Linked DNA regions of Mus musculus: region 2 is linked to region 1. A link is a contact called in public Micro-C data. All regions are on one chromosome and are shown on one strand. Each heading gives the region's core, a stretch centred on a gene start, on an enhancer-like site or on the middle of the called end of the contact. The rest is flanking DNA. Distances are from core to core; before and after follow the strand shown.

Evidence for each region. A called contact is a pair of places that touch in the nucleus more often than the background predicts.
Region 2: a contact with region 1 is called in a Micro-C map of embryonic stem cells, with 7 times the contacts expected there. The contact joins the promoter of Kctd15 here to the promoter of Fxyd7 in region 1. A contact is called at or near these places in 1 of 39 promoter capture datasets (cranial neural crest) and 1 of 484 Hi-C or Micro-C datasets (embryonic stem cells).

The regions. Positions count from the first base shown.
Region 1 is chr7:31,048,899-31,056,222 of GRCm38.p6, reverse strand. Fxyd7 (FXYD domain-containing ion transport regulator 7) reads left to right here and starts at 4,769. Exons shown (of 6, transcript NM_022007.1): 1 at 4,769-4,867. The coding sequence starts at 4,837. Fxyd1 (FXYD domain-containing ion transport regulator 1) reads left to right here and starts at 567. Exons shown (of 8, transcript NM_019503.4): 1 at 567-672; 2 at 1,853-1,917; 3 at 2,298-2,330; 4 at 2,749-2,823; 5 at 3,162-3,198; 6 at 4,046-4,095; 7 at 4,236-4,290; 8 at 4,408-4,545. The coding sequence starts at 668. The coding sequence ends at 4,258. The region is part of intron 2 of Gm38984 (a long non-coding RNA gene); the gene reads right to left.
Region 2 is chr7:34,650,546-34,657,869 of GRCm38.p6, reverse strand. It overlaps Kctd15 (potassium channel tetramerisation domain containing 15), which reads left to right and starts at 3,472. Exons shown (of 7, transcript NM_001360820.1): 1 at 3,472-3,623; 2 at 5,188-5,286; 3 at 7,031-7,123. The coding sequence starts at 7,058.

The DNA of each region.
Region 1 (7,324 bases), core at 3,520-6,019:
GTGACTTTGAGTCAGCACAACATACATGCAAAATAAAAGCACCACACATTTAAAATCAAAGAAACAAAACAAAACAACACTCTAGTTATCAAAGGCTGGCAGAACACTGGGTCAGAGGTCAGTGGCCTCGAAAGTACTTAGGCTGTGTGACCTTAGTCCCCAGATGGGCTGATTCCCAGGAAACCTAGCAGAAAACACACTCTGACCCTGGTCTGGCGCTCACGCTCTCTCTCTCTCTCTCTCTCTCTCTCTCTCTTGTGCTCTCTCTCTCTCTCTCTCTCTCTCTTGCGCTCTCTCTCTCTCTCTCTCTCTCTCTCTCTCTCTCTCTCTCTCTGTGTGTGTGTGTGTGTGTGTGTGTGTGTGTGTGTGTGTGTGTCCTCTCATAGTCCAGTCCACACGCAATCACATGCTGCTCCTGGGACTGTGCTGAGAGAGTTAACCTAGCTAGCGGGCCAGGGCAGTCTGGGCTGGGGGCCGCCCCCTGGCCCCCCTCCAGCCTGGGCTCCAGTTTCAGTTGCTCGTTGGGGAGGGCAAGAGTGGGGTGTGGCCAGGAGGGGAGCCTGCGGGGGTGGAGCATCCAGTTCTGGGCCAGGGGGTCCAAAGTGCTTAGCTCCTAGGGTGCACAGCTGGACATTTGGGGGTCTTCTGTCAACAGGGGACAGCGTGAATGGGGTGAGCGTCCCCCAGCCCTCCCTCCGGGCCCCTCAGCTCCCCTAGCTGGGAGGCCTATTTTGGGAACAAGAGTGGCCAGCCTGTGGCTTCTCAGGCAGGCCTGACCCAAGAGGGAGGAGAGAGTGTGGGGACAGGGGTTGCACAGGGGCGGGAGAGTTAGAGACTCCTCCCTTTTTCAGCGGCCACTGCGAGACCCCTGGCAGGGGGTGAGGCTCAGATACTCATTTGTATAGGTCTGTTTCTGTCTCTGTTTGGGGGGCACAGAAGGCCCAGAGCGAGAGAATGTGCTTATGTCTAAACCCTGCGCTCTCTAATCAACAGTTTGGGGAGAGGGTGTTGTTTGCTCCTGTTCCAGCTACACCCACTCTGTGTGTGTGTGTGTACCTGTACATAAATGTGTCTGTGCCCGTATGTGTGTCCCTGAAACAACATCTGACTTCTCTCAGGCATGGGCCGCCTGTCACTCACTGGCCTAAAGTCTTGTTGTGAAAGATGTCACCCAGAGGTGGACAAAGAGAGGGATGTTCCCCCTTTTCTCACAGCTTCAAGAAAAGGAGATGGGGTGGCCTGTAGGGATGTGGCTCCTGGCTGGGCCTCACCCCAGCAGTGTTATACAGGACCCCCTGAGTCTTTGGGGGGGGAGCTGTTGCCATGGTGGCCCGTGTGCAGCAAATTCCTCCCGGGTGAAGTGGGAGATATTTATACCCAGGGTCAGGGAGAGAGCGGGCAGGCGGCCGAGGGCAGGAGAGCTGGGACGGCCTGGGTACAGAGAGACCACTGGTTGAGGTGTGTAGGGGCAGGTGGGGCTGGGCATGTCCTGCTGTATGTCGCCTAGTGTTCCCACCTATGTCCAGAGGCAGCTTGCTTCCCTTACAAGGGTAGGTTTTGAGACTCTGGGACCAGCTAACGGATGGGAGTAGCCTGTGGGAGCCACCCCATCCCCCCAGGACTCTGCCTCTCCCCATCTGTCTTGCTGCTGTGTATGCTGTGGTCTCCTGGTCCCTATTATTGAGTTGTTTTAGGGACATGGTTTTGGGTGAAGCAAGGGAGCCATTCAACTTGAATGGCTGACACTTAAGTCCTTAGGCCGTCCTTGACTTAACCCCACGGGTTCAGATCCTCTTTAGGAGGGAAAGAGAGCAGGGCAGAGGACATTTCTTGACCCTGGCTGACTCCCTAGGGCAATGGCATCTCCCGGCCACATCCTGGCTCTGTGTGTGTGTCTCCTCTCCATGGCCAGTGCAGGTGAGTCCAAAGGAGGTGCTCAGCATCTCAGCCATGTGGGTGGCAGAGGTAGGGAAAAGCCCCCCAAGAAAACCCAGTGAGAGACCCCAAACTAGACACTATGTAACAGGAAATCAGGGGTCTCCTAGGCAACAGCGGGGGTGGATGGAAGGTGGATTCCCGGGGTGACGGAAACATGAACAATCTGCAAGATATCAGGGTGCCGGACCAGTGCTGGAGGTTCCAGGACGCAGAGCAGGCTGGCAGCCTGCCAGTGGCTCAGTAGCACCTAAACTCCCAGTCCAAGAAGATCAGTGGTGCCCCTGAAGGGCTCCCTTATACTTTCCCCTGTTACAGACCCCAGGAGCTACTCTAACGCTGCTCTTTATTTCTCTTTCTAGAAGCTCCACAGGAACCGGATCCATTCACCTACGGTGAGGGGAAGCTACTGTGGGGTTTGGAGAGAGGGCCTGCGTGTTTCTATTCCCTCTCTCTGTCTCTCTGTCACTGTCTCTGTCTCTGTCTGTCTCTCTCTCTCATACACACACACCACATCCTCCACTCTCTCCTGCTCTAGTTGTCTTAGACCCCCTTGCCTGTTTGTTTGACCCCCCCCCCGTCTCATTTGAACTGGTTTATCAGTATCAGGTACCTCAACCTCTACGACCCCCACTTTCAGCAGCATCCTCCTCTCCATCCTTTCCCTCTTCCTACCACCTCCTCCCTGCCTCCTTCCTCTAACCTGTCCTCTCCTCCCCTCTCACATCTGTCCTTTCCCCTTCTCTCTCCTCCTCCTTGAGCTGCATACTATACTCTTCCCCGCTGGTCACCCTCCTCCGGGGCTGTCCACAGATTACCACACCCTGCGGATCGGCGGCCTCACTATCGCTGGGATCCTCTTCATCTTGGGCATCCTTATCATCCTTAGTGAGTGTCTGCACCTGTCTTCTCCATCCCGCCTCCAGCCTTCCCTCCCCAAACCCCACTCCCAGCAACACATGCAGCCTGTGCGCTATTCACGCCCAACACAGGCTCAGTCTCCAACCACTTCTCTTAGGTCCCACCCTGACTCCAACCTCTCACCGCACAGACCCCACCCCCACCTCAAACCACGCCCCTCACCTCCCACCCAGACCACGCCCCCACACCCTACCCTTCTTCAGCCGCGCCTCAGGCCCCACCCCCTGCGGCCTCCCCAGTTTGGAGGAGAGCCTAGGGATGCGGGAGCGAGAGGGAAGCTCAGCCTATACCCTCCCACTCCACAGGCAAGAGATGTCGATGCAAATTCAACCAACAGCAGAGGTGAGTGGTCCCTCTGGGCCTCCCTCGCTCCTTCCGCAGTGGAGAGGCGGTTGGGGCGAGGCAGCAAGTGCACCCATCCTGCAGTGAACATGTATTAAGCGCTTAGTGTGTGTTAAACCCTAAGACAGGCTCCTGGGCCGGAGCGATGGTCAAGCTCCCTCTCTGCCTGGCCTAGCGCCCAGCCAGTGGGGGCGCTGGGCTCCCACCAGCCCCGCAGATGGAAACTCAAGCGTGGTGAGGCGAAGCTGGGCAGAAGCAGCCGCGCTGAAATGAGATCACCTCACAGGGCGGCCCAGTTTAGCTCCAGTCCCGATCCTCGCGCAGGATTCCTCTCGAAATAAACCTTTAAAGCGCAGAAAACGTAGGCATGCCTTCTGCGTGCTAAGATGATCACAGATGCCTCCATGCCGACCCTCTGGCATGCTTGAGTGCGCACTACGCGCCAGGTGCCCGATTCCTTCTCTATTATGTACTCCTTACCCCACCCGGATGAGGTGCGCTCCATCATCAATCCCATTTTGCATATGAGGAAACTGAGGCACGGGGCGGTAAGGTGACTTAGGGTCACTCACTGGACCCAAGTCCCAAGTCTCCCAAGACGCTGTGACCGTCCCTCTCCCAACAAAGTCAAGTACCTTCCCCAATATCCCGGAGGCCTTCACCCGTGACAGGCTGGGAGCACCTCCTGCCGCACCCCGAAACAGCAGCCGGGCGCTCTTGTTTCTGACGGACCGCGTTCATATCAAGTCCACGGTGGGGGTCGGGAAATAAGGCCTGCATTAGGGGGCTTCTCGGAAGCGGCTGCCTCTCCTGGTCCATCCGAATTCCTCTATCTGTTCCTTTTTAGAACTGGGGAACCCGACGAAGAGGAGGGAACTTTCCGCAGCTCCATCCGCCGTGAGTTCGGGGATACTGCGGGGTTTGTGGGGCAGCTGTTTTCAAGAGCCCCCTCTTCTTGGACTCAGAATGGGTTTGGCGGAGAGTTAGCCCTGGTTGCAGACTCCCCCTTACCCCAGAACTCTCTGCGTCCCTCTCAGGTCTGTCATCCCGCAGGCGGTAGAACCTCCACCTGACTCCAGGAAACTCAGCCAGGTTCTGCAGTTGATGGGAGGAAGGAGGGAGAGGGGTTTGGAGGGAGGGAGGCAAGGGGCCCAGTGCCAGGGTGGGATAGTGGCGAGAGCTTGCCACTTACTCTTTTCACCCCCGCAGAGCCCCCTTAGCACCTGACACCTCTCCCCACCCAGATGCTCGCCTGTGACCACCCCCAGCGTTCCCTGCATCAGCCCTGCCTTTCGGACACCCCTTGCTGCTCAGACCTCTAATAAAACTCGGTTTTCCTTCTTGATAGCGCTTGGTTGATATCAGTGCCTCTTGTGCGAAAACTCGGGAGCCCCCTTGGCCCCGGCAGGGGGCGCCCCCACCCTTGGGGAAGGGGCGGGGACGTCAGCAGTGGGCGGGGGCGGGGGCGGGGGGATGGCTTGGACGGGGGCGGGCTCTTCGGGCCCCCATTGGCTATAGGCCCCCACTCTACCAGGGCTCCCCCCACCTTACCCCACCACATCAGTCTGTCCTGCTTCCAGCTGCTGCAGCCGCGCCTTCGCTGCCTCAGCATTCAGCAACCCCCTGCTCAGGCTCAGCATGGCCACCCCAACCCAGAGCCCCACAAACGGTGAGCGTCGCTTGGGGAATGGGTGCTAGGAAAGAGGTGGGGGAATCTAGGAGCTTAGGGGACAGGATGTAGGAAGAATCCCATACGGAAAGGAAGACGAAGGGGAGAGAATCTGCCCCTATCATGGGCGGAGGCCCATGAGCACATTCTTTGACATCCCTTGGGGTTTCTTGAGCACCCTCTCCCAGGAGATATCCTCCCTGTGCGGGACCTATGATTAGAGAGTGACAGTCCCAAGAGAAAGGATGCGCGGACAGGTTGCCATGGCAACCGGGTGCCTGGTCCAGCACAGCGGTGGAAGAGATGGGGTTTAAAGGTGGGAGCTGAGGGATCTGCAGCCAGAAGAGGTTCTGGAAGACTTCAGCACTCCGAGATGGGCCAGCTAAGGGGGGATTCATTATCTCATGTTTGCCTAGTATAGTGTGGATATTTACTAAATTCCTTGACAGGCAGACATGCTAAGGGACAGAGGGACGATTAAAGGGAGAGAGAAGAGGGTGATGGTGGTGGTGGTGATGGTGTGACCAGAGATGGACTAAGAACGCCTGAAAGAGACAGAGACCAAGAGATACAGGAGAGACAGAGGCACAAAAATCCAGGTAGCAAGCTTTCAGAGACGCATAGTTGGGAGGAGACAGACAGACAAACAGATGGACAGACAGAGGAAGGAAGAAGGGCTGAGATAGAGGAACATAGACAAGTATGGAGGGAGGGGGAACGGGTGGGGCTGCAGCACTGCAGTGAACCTGCATGGTGGGGATGGAATGTTGGGGACCCCCCTCCCAGCCCACATGCACTTATGGTTTCATCCTGGAGATACATTTGTCTCCCCGCATCCAGCCGCACTGGGTTTACACTTCACACCCATTAACCCAGATTTGCGTTCATGTTCACGGGCTTAAACACTCTCTGACTCCGTGGTTTCCTGATCTTCCCCCTCTGTGTGTGGTCCTCTGTGGACGAGCTAGGGGGATGCTTGAACGAGGCTGGGTGGGGGGCAGGGCAGAGGACTGGGGGTTGCTGTGGAGTCCCTGATGATGGAGGAAACCCTAATTCCACTCTTACAGCACCTTTCCTCTTTCCCAGCAGGCGGGGTTGGGGGAGGGGGACTGCTGTGCGGAGCCCTAGCTGCAGATTCCCAGGCAGGGCGCGCGGGGGGGGGGGGGAAGAGGGGCTGCAGAGTCTGGGAGCCACCCCAGAGAGAGGGGGTAGGGCTGAGCCAGCAGGTCTGGCGGGAGCCCAGGGCTTCTTTTCGCAGAGGTGGTGGTTAGCAAGATCGATGGCAGCAGACGGGTAGAGGTGGGAGGGCAGATGCCTCGCCAATCCCCTTCTCCCTGTCACAGGCTGACAGGGGACCGCAGGACTTGGGAAACCCCGGGGGAGGGAAAGCTCGGGTGCATTCTTCTTCCCCAGCTTACAGAAACAAATTAATAAATTGTTGAGGGAAAGAAGGGAGATGCGGCTCTTGCCAGAGAGCGGGAGAGAGAACAGAATGGGGATGTGGCCATACCTGGGTCTAGGTCCCTATTTTGGGGAGTGAAAACACTCAGGTTGGCCAGAAGCCAGGTCTCCAGGTGCAAAGAGGGGAGGTAAGATTGCCCAGTTCCAAAACATCACACAGGACCCCACCCAGCCTGGAATACCAGGACCCCACCACCTCGAAAGATGCCCTGGTTTCCATAGCAACCACCTCCTTCCTGATCTCTCCCTGGCAGCTCGCCAAGAGTGGTGTACATTGCTTTTCCTGCCTCCTGGCTCCACCCGTTACTCAGCCACACCCTAAAGACTGGGACTGCTGTGGACAGGGGGATCCTCAGAGGATTTTTGGAGGAGCCCAGCAAGATGCTGGGACAAGCATCTACCTGGACAAGGAATGTATGGGAAAACAACACCTCCATCTTTGGTGCAAATACCTGCAACCTAGGAGGTCCTCTCATTCATTCATTCATTCATTCATTCATTTGCTCACTCATTCATTCATTCCAGAAAACTTCTTGCGAACCAGACTGAATGGCAGAGACCAATTTGCCCACCCTCTGGTGGTGACACTAAGGTGCAGCACAGGTGACTCTCAGACACTGGGTACCAGCTGTATGCTTCTGAGGTTTGCCCTACTAAAATGTTCCTTTTGCTGATGTTTATCTAAGACTTTTCCTCCAGAGAATCGACTTCTTAAAAAAAATACTAGTGAGTTTTATTTTTTTACCACCACTATAAGTGGAAAATTTAGTATTTTTTTTCTCTCTTGCCCTAAAGTGAGGCAAGAAGCAGGTGTGGTCATCCATGCTTGTAATCTCAGCACCCTGGTGGCAGAGGCAAGAGGAATATGAGTTTAAGACCAGCCTGGATTCCATAGTAGGACCTTTTTACAAAGAGCAAAACTAAATCACATTCCCCAAACAACAACTCATTTGGCAAATATTAAAGAGACATCAACACTAAACCAGGAGACCTGGG
Region 2 (7,324 bases), core at 2,223-4,722, 3.6 Mb before region 1:
CGAGCCGCCTCCCTCAGCCTTCCGAATGCTATGATTACAGGCTTCAACCTCCTCACTTCACTAGCAGATAGATTTGCATCCTGCAGCTAACAGGACTGCTCTGGTTGGAGCAGAAACCTAAATGGAGCACAGATCTGGATCCCCTTGTAGGCTGTGGCAACTTCAGCACTAATCAAATCTAAACGATGCACATTCTGCCTAGATTCATCCAGTTTCGTCACTTGGACTGTAGTAATGAAAGATATAGTCCACAAGATGTCTCGGCCTGTTTCCATCCTGATTACATATTCTCAATTTAAAAACGTACCCCTGCTGCATTGGATACGACAGACCACTAAACACCTATTGTGGGCTATGCCAATTTCTCTTGGTGTAAGAGGTAGTTGACATTTAGCTAGAAACTTAAAAAAGAAAAAAAGCTTTATTTTATTCTTGGATATGCATGGGGGCGGGGGGGGGGGGTGCAGATGCCCTCGGAGGCCAGAAGAGAATGTTGGGTCCTCTGGAGCTGGAGTTACAGGCAGTTGTAAGCTGCTGTGTGGGTGCTGAGAACTGAATTCCTGCAGGAGGAGCATATGGCCACAACTAGTGAGCCATCTCTCCAGCCTTAGCCAGGAACTTTTAAAACACCTGAGACAAAACTCAGACCGAAGCTTACCCTTCGTGACGCACACAGAGCTCAGCCATTCGATGAGAGACGATAGACGGTGGAGACAAAGACCGGGAGCATCAAGGAAATAAAGGTCCTTCAAAATGGTCAGCCCTTGTTCTGATTAAATTGTGCATTTTTAATATAGTTGGTATCAAGTGGAACTTAAAAAAAAAAAAGAAACATGTGGGAATTTAAAATAAAGTGAAACCTGCTATTTTTCAGGGTCAGCAGTATCACGGTGAGATTTGTCTCTTAAACAATGACACTTGCTATCTCTGGAGTTCTATGAATACTTTTGAAGTGTCATATTAAAACCAATCTCGTGGCCTTGAGGCAAGGGGAAGCAATTAGTCGTGGAGTTGTGAATAAATAAAAATCCATTTATACACCCGTCCTTGACATGTGCCTTGTGAATCTTAGAAACTTCATCTAGAGGGAAAAGAAATGTTAAATCATGAATACCAGTCCTAATCACATTGCCATGTGGCTTCCTAAAACAGTTGAGTTTATTCCAATCTTTTAAGTATGAATTTATATGTATGTATTCACCCGTATTGAACACAAAACAAAGACTCACCCACAGCCATGCAGGTGACAAGAAGAGAGGGGGTACTGAGGCCCGTCGGGCGGTGACAAGCAGTTTTCAGAGCGTCACTCCTCAAGTGAGCCTAGCATACTCTCCTGGCTCTCCCTGTTTCAAAGCCTAGGAAAGGTTTTCTCTCTGAAGCTGAGGGCATTCACATAGCAGCTTGCTCTACTGAGGTCACCATTCTTGCAAAGTGCTTTTCACCTCATTCTAAGGGTCAGCTTTTTCAACACTGGGGGGGTTTACTGTTTCTAAGTTCTACTACCTTGAGCTGTCCAAAGCCTGGGGAAGCCAGCAAAGAACTGAGCAGACCATCCAGCCGAACAGGACCTCCCTCACCTGCATGCTCACCAGAAGAGTAGCACTGTTTAAGCAAAGCTGGGAGCTAGTCCAGGGTGGTTTCAGAGCCTGGGAAGCAAACGTGGGCGACCATGGGCCCCCACAGCACAGATCCCTGACCTACTTCGCGGGCCCCTTTCTGTTCTAGGAGCAGCTTAAAATCCATAAATTAAGGAAATTAACTGATGGGGCCTGCGGCATCTTTGTAAGCTATTTAAATCTATAAATTTACAACATCTTCTGCATATATCAAGTAATTGAACTAACTGCGGGGATGTAACTTTAATGAGAAAATTTCCCCCTTCTCCAGTAGTTTGAGATAATAAATAAATAAATAAATAACTCCCTCAGGAGGAAAGTTTCTTATTCCCGCGTGAAGTTACAGACGCGCGGACGGATGCTCTCTCCGCACTAGAGGTCCCCTGAATAAGGGGAGACTGGGTCCTCTCCCCAAGCCCCCACCCCCATTATCTTTCTCCAGTGTTCCCGTCTGGCCTCGAGAGCACCCCCAGGAGTTTGGCCAGTAGAGGGCGCCCAGGCCCGGCCGGAGTCTGTAAAGGGGGGCCCGCGCCGCTGCTCCCGGCCGAAGCGCACCCGCCTTCCTAGCCGAAAGCCTGCCTTTGGCCCGGGAGTCCCGGGAACCAGGCGGGGGCGCAGTCTGGGCAAAGCGCACCGGCCGCGATCCGTTTCCTAGGAGCCGAGAAATGGTCGAGGAGGAGGGACGGGCGGGGCGCAAGGGAAGGAGGAGGAGGAGGAAGGGGCAGCGGGGGAGCAGCTAGGGGCATTCTGGGTGCAGGCCTCCGCGCCGCAGGGACCTTTGGCCGCCGCCGTCTCCATCGCGCCGCGCTCGTCCAGGAAATGGCGCGAGTGGCCGCAGGCGACGGGCCGGGTGCCCCGCGCTCCCCTCCCCCGCGGTGGCCACCGCGTGTCCGCAGACGTCACGGCCGGCGCTGCTCCCCGGGAGAGGGGCAGCCGGGGCCGAGACCCGGGGAGAGAGGGAGGGAGAGAGGGAGGTAAGCCGCCTGGCAGCCCAGTTTCTCTCCCCTCCCCACACCAAGTCCCGCCCTCAGCCCCGGGGCGCCGCGGCGGCGGCTGCTTCTCTCCTCTTTGTAACCGAGGAGTCGAGAAATGTGAGAAACGTGCCCTGTGTTACTTATTTGGGAGTCGAAAATTTATGCCCAGCTGAAAGCGCCCGGGGAAATATTACATCAGATGAAATGACAATGATTAAAATCAGCCTCTCCCCCGCCCCCTCCTCGAGCCCGGAGGAGGCCCGGGCGCCGCGTGGCCGGACGGCGGGGGGCTGGGGCGCAGAGGGCGCGGGGCTCGGGCGCAGCGCTCCCGGAAGGGTACTGGTCCAGCCCCCTGGCACCCAGGCACGGGGCTCCGGGACCCACGGGTGGGGATCGCGAGGTGGGAAGGAAGTGGTGGCGGTGGGGAACGGTGCATTTTTTTTTTGTCGCGGAGCGCGGCAGGCGCGGGCGCGCGGAGCTAATTGCGACTCTAATCCTCTGCCCCGAGGCGCAGCCGAGCCCCGAGCCAGGAGTCGCCCGCGCGCGCCCGCTCGCGCTCGCCGCGCCGGGGTAATTTGGAACCGGATCGCTGCCCTTTGCAATCCGGGCTGGGCCGCGGCGAGGCGCACAGGCTACCGGCTGGTTTTGGGGGGCTATTTTCTCCCCTCCAGCCATCGGGGGAGGCCGCTGGAGAGAGAGGGAGGAGAAGAGGTGGGAGCGGCGGGAGGGCAGCCGGAGAGCTGCGCGAAAAGGAGGCGGCGGCGGCCGCGGCGAAGAGGGAGGAGGCGAGGGGAGGGCGGGGAGGGGAGGCCCCGGCGCGGCGCGCCGCGAGGGGCCGCGCGGAGCGGGGGCCGGGGCGGGAGGGGTGGGTGGGGGGAGGGTTGGGGGCGAGAGAGAAAGTAACTCCAGGACGAGACCGGAGCGACCCGCGCGCATCGAGCGCTAGGCGACGGGGCTGCGCCGGGCGCCCGACACCGGCGGCTGCGGGGGGCGGGGGCTGCGCCGGTGCCCGATCCACTGCTCCGGCTCCGAGGTAAGCCCAGCACGGGCGGCCACCGCTCAGTGCCGCACACCCCTGGTTCCCAAAGTGGCTGCAATTCCGAGAAAGTCACTCGGCCCCGGGCCGGGACCTAGGCTGGGGGCGGGGGGGCGGCTGCTTTGTCCCTCTGCTGAGCGCAGGGGCTGGCGGCGTGGGGGCGCCCAGCACAAAGGCCTGGCGCGCACGGGGCGGGGGGGTGCCCACGTGGGCTGGTCCTAGCCGCGGGTGGACCCTCCCCACTCGGCCGGGCTCTGATCATCCTGCTGTGCGGAATATGCGTCCAGGTCCTCCGCACTCTGGTTCCAGTATGGGCTCGAGTGCCCTGCAGAGCTGATGACTTTCCTGAGTCTGAAACCGGCTCCATGCAGCTGGGCTTTCGGGGCTCACAGGACCGGGTTGGCGCCCAATTTATAGAAAAGAAAAAAGTCTCTAACGGGACAGATGTGCGTTCTCTGACGCCCACCCTACGAGTCTCATGCTAGACGCACTGGTGGTGGTTCCAAGCTCAGGAAGGATGTGGGGCGGGGAACGCGCCGCCCCAAGACCGGACCGCGGTCTCTAGATTTCCACTGCCCACACGCACCCCCTCATCTGGATGCGAACACCCTCATTCTCCCACTCTCGCGTCACAGTAGCACCTCTCTACCCTCCCTCGAGAAGCCCCCGACTGTAGAAAGATAAACCTTCAAGTTTTCACTCCGTGTCTCAAATGTGCATGAAGGAATTTAACTGCGCGAGTGAATAACAGCATTAGTTTCAATTAATTTTTTTTAAATCCCGGCAACAATAAACTTTGAGAACAAAAGCGCTTTTACGTCCTTAATTAGGCGAGCTTCCCATCTGTGGTCTTGAAGTGTCTGCCTCTTGATTTAACTTTGTCTCCGCCCCCCACCGCACTCCCACCCCTTCTTCGCTGGGCCCTTCGGGTACCTTGGCCACCCCGCCCGCGGGGCCGGAGGTTCGGCCCAGCGGATCCTGTAGCCCCGAAGTTCACACCGGCCGGCTGGCTTTGCGGCCCCGCTGGCGCGCACCAGGTGGCCCGCTGCGTCCCTCCCGTTCCACCCCTGGACAGTCCTGCAGGCCCCTGGCACTGCTGCCTCGGGCAAGCGCCCTGGGCGTAAGAGCTGAAGGGAACTGGAGAGGCGCCTTCTGTTTACCTTTTATGGTTAAGATAACAGCTTAGCAAAAGAAGCGACTTCACGAAGAAGCGATTTAGTGAAATCGTCTCAAGCTGCCGCAGCTCAGCCAGTTTAATCACCCCCAGAGAGCTGAACAACTGCGAGCACAATGGGACACAAAATCATTTTGTGTGTAAATGAGCGTGGCATTCTGCTCACTTCCCTCTGCTCGGGCGGGCGGGGCTCGGCTGCGGGTGGGCGCGGGACCGGGGTCTCCCACCACAGCTTGGAGAAGCGGGTCAATGCTGGGCCAGTTTGCAAACCCGCTGAGGTCCCTGCAACAGGCGGCTTGGCCAAGCCTCAGCCGCGTCTGGGTCCTGGTGTTTGGTGCAGGGAACTTGTGTCTCTTATCAATTGCACGTCTATGTTTGTGATCTCAGCAGTGTTCTGGGAAGAAGGGTCGTGGTCCACCACAGATGCGTTTGGCAGAGGGAGCAGTGGAGATTCGGGTCAAGGCTTAAGGCCTGGGGCTTCCAATGGTGAGTTTCTGGTTTGTGTTGTGAGAAACAGGCTGAGGGCAGGCTGGGGCAGCTTGGTAGATGGGCGCTTGATGCTACTTGTCACATCTGAGTTGGGTCCTGGTAGTGGAAAAATGTGGTGCTTTGGTAGAATTTGGGTGGGAATTCTATCTCTGTTGACCTTCAGTGGGTGTTCCTTTATGGCATCCTCTCCCCCACCCCCACCCCCCCTCCCAGGACTGGATAACCCATCCCTTGGGTCCGCTTTGGTTTTTCAAAAACTTCCTTGAGGTAAATGACCTGGGATGTCCAAAGCAGGGGACTGAACAGCCACCCAACTCTTCCAGGAGGATAGAACACCCTCCCTCACCCCCAAACAGTCTCAGGTCAGAGAACTTCCCAGGGCAGCGGAGAGGTGAAGCAAATCATAGGAGGGGAGACACTTACCTTCCATTGAATCGGTTCAGTCTATGTACCTCAGACCATGTTTTATCATTGCATGCTGAATGTTAAGACAGAGATCTAGAAGTTTAACAGAAAAAGCACCATGTGGGTACCCAGGATAGCATGTAGTTTTGACACATAAGGGTTAAATCTGTGTCAGAGAAGTCCAGGTTATGTTTGTAGACTTCCCTCCTCCCCTTTCCATGTCTCTCTGTGTGTGTATGTCTGTGTGTATGTGTGTGTCTGTGTGTATGTGTGTGTCAGTGTGTGTGTCTGTGTGTCAGTGTGTGCATGTGCGTGTGTGTCTGTGTGTGTGTGTGTGTGTGTGTGTGTTCCTCTATTGCCCTTGGAGACAACCCGGAGCCAGTGAAAGGGGTAGCTAGAAACCCGCCCTTCCCCACCCCTTCTTCAGGGGCCCCCTGAAAAGCCCCCAGGGTAGCTTCTGGGGACTGAGGCACAATTTTATTTCAGGTGTCTGTGGCACATAGGAAAGTCCCTGAGTAGCTCTGGGGAGGAGGGGAGAAAGCCCATTTGCTGATTGCTGTCTGGCCAGCTCTCAATGCCTCAAGGGCCTGTGATCCTGAGGGGGTCTGGAATACATTAGGCCCAGGCAGCACCATTCTGGGGGTCTATTGGAGAAGCAGGGAGGTGCAGAGTAGGCAAACAAAGACAGGTCCTGTCTGCCTGCCGTGGAAGCTCTAGGTGACTGGTGGCTTCCCAGTGATGCTCCTGCATCTCTGTGCCCTGGCTTCTGTGGAAAGAGGTGTCCTATACAAACTGCGTCTTCTTCACTGGGTGGTGAGAGATCCTAGGCTCCCCAGCCAACTGAGGGGAGCGGCACCCCCACCCCCACCCCCCCACCCCCGCCCCAAGGTTCTCTCCACTGATGCAAGAGGAGACACGCTTGGTAACACGGCTCTAAGTCAAAATACCAAAGAAATCAGATTTGTTCTGAAACATTGCAGGGCAATAATGGCGAGCATATGTTTTAGGCTGTCATTAGCCAAATTAGCAGACATGGAACTGCCTAGAAAACGTGTGTGTGTGTGTGTGTGTGTGTGTGTGTGTGTGTGTGTGTGTGTGTGTGAGAGAGAGAGAGAGAGAGAGAGAGAGAGGCTATGCTGTGGTCTGGAGGTCTGCTTAGGGGTATGGAGGGGTGTGTGTGTGTGTGTGTGTAAGAGAGAGAGAGAGATGTTATACTGGGGCCTGGAGGTTTGGTGGGATCTGGGGAAGCTGCTTGGTATATATACATGGGGTCCCAGACAGCATCTTTGTAGAACTCATTGGTGGCGGCTGAGAAATAAGTCACTGCTTCCTACAGATACTCTGGGCAGGGATGGAAGCCTAGATGCCTCACCGCAAGGAGCGGCCGAGCGGGTCCTCGCTTAACGCACACGGCAGCAGCGGCACGGCGGTGAGCTTGCGTGGTGGGCTGGGTTGGCCCCTCGGCCCCTCTTTGCTCTTTTCTAGGGTACCTGCTCACTAGCTGCAGGTCTTCTGAGACTCAGTACATAAGAGATGGGTATTGACTGTCTGTATGATTATGTATTTTTTTTGAAACGAAAATGCTCTTAATTTGATGTGAAATTTACTACATGTATAAAGCTCAGCGCCT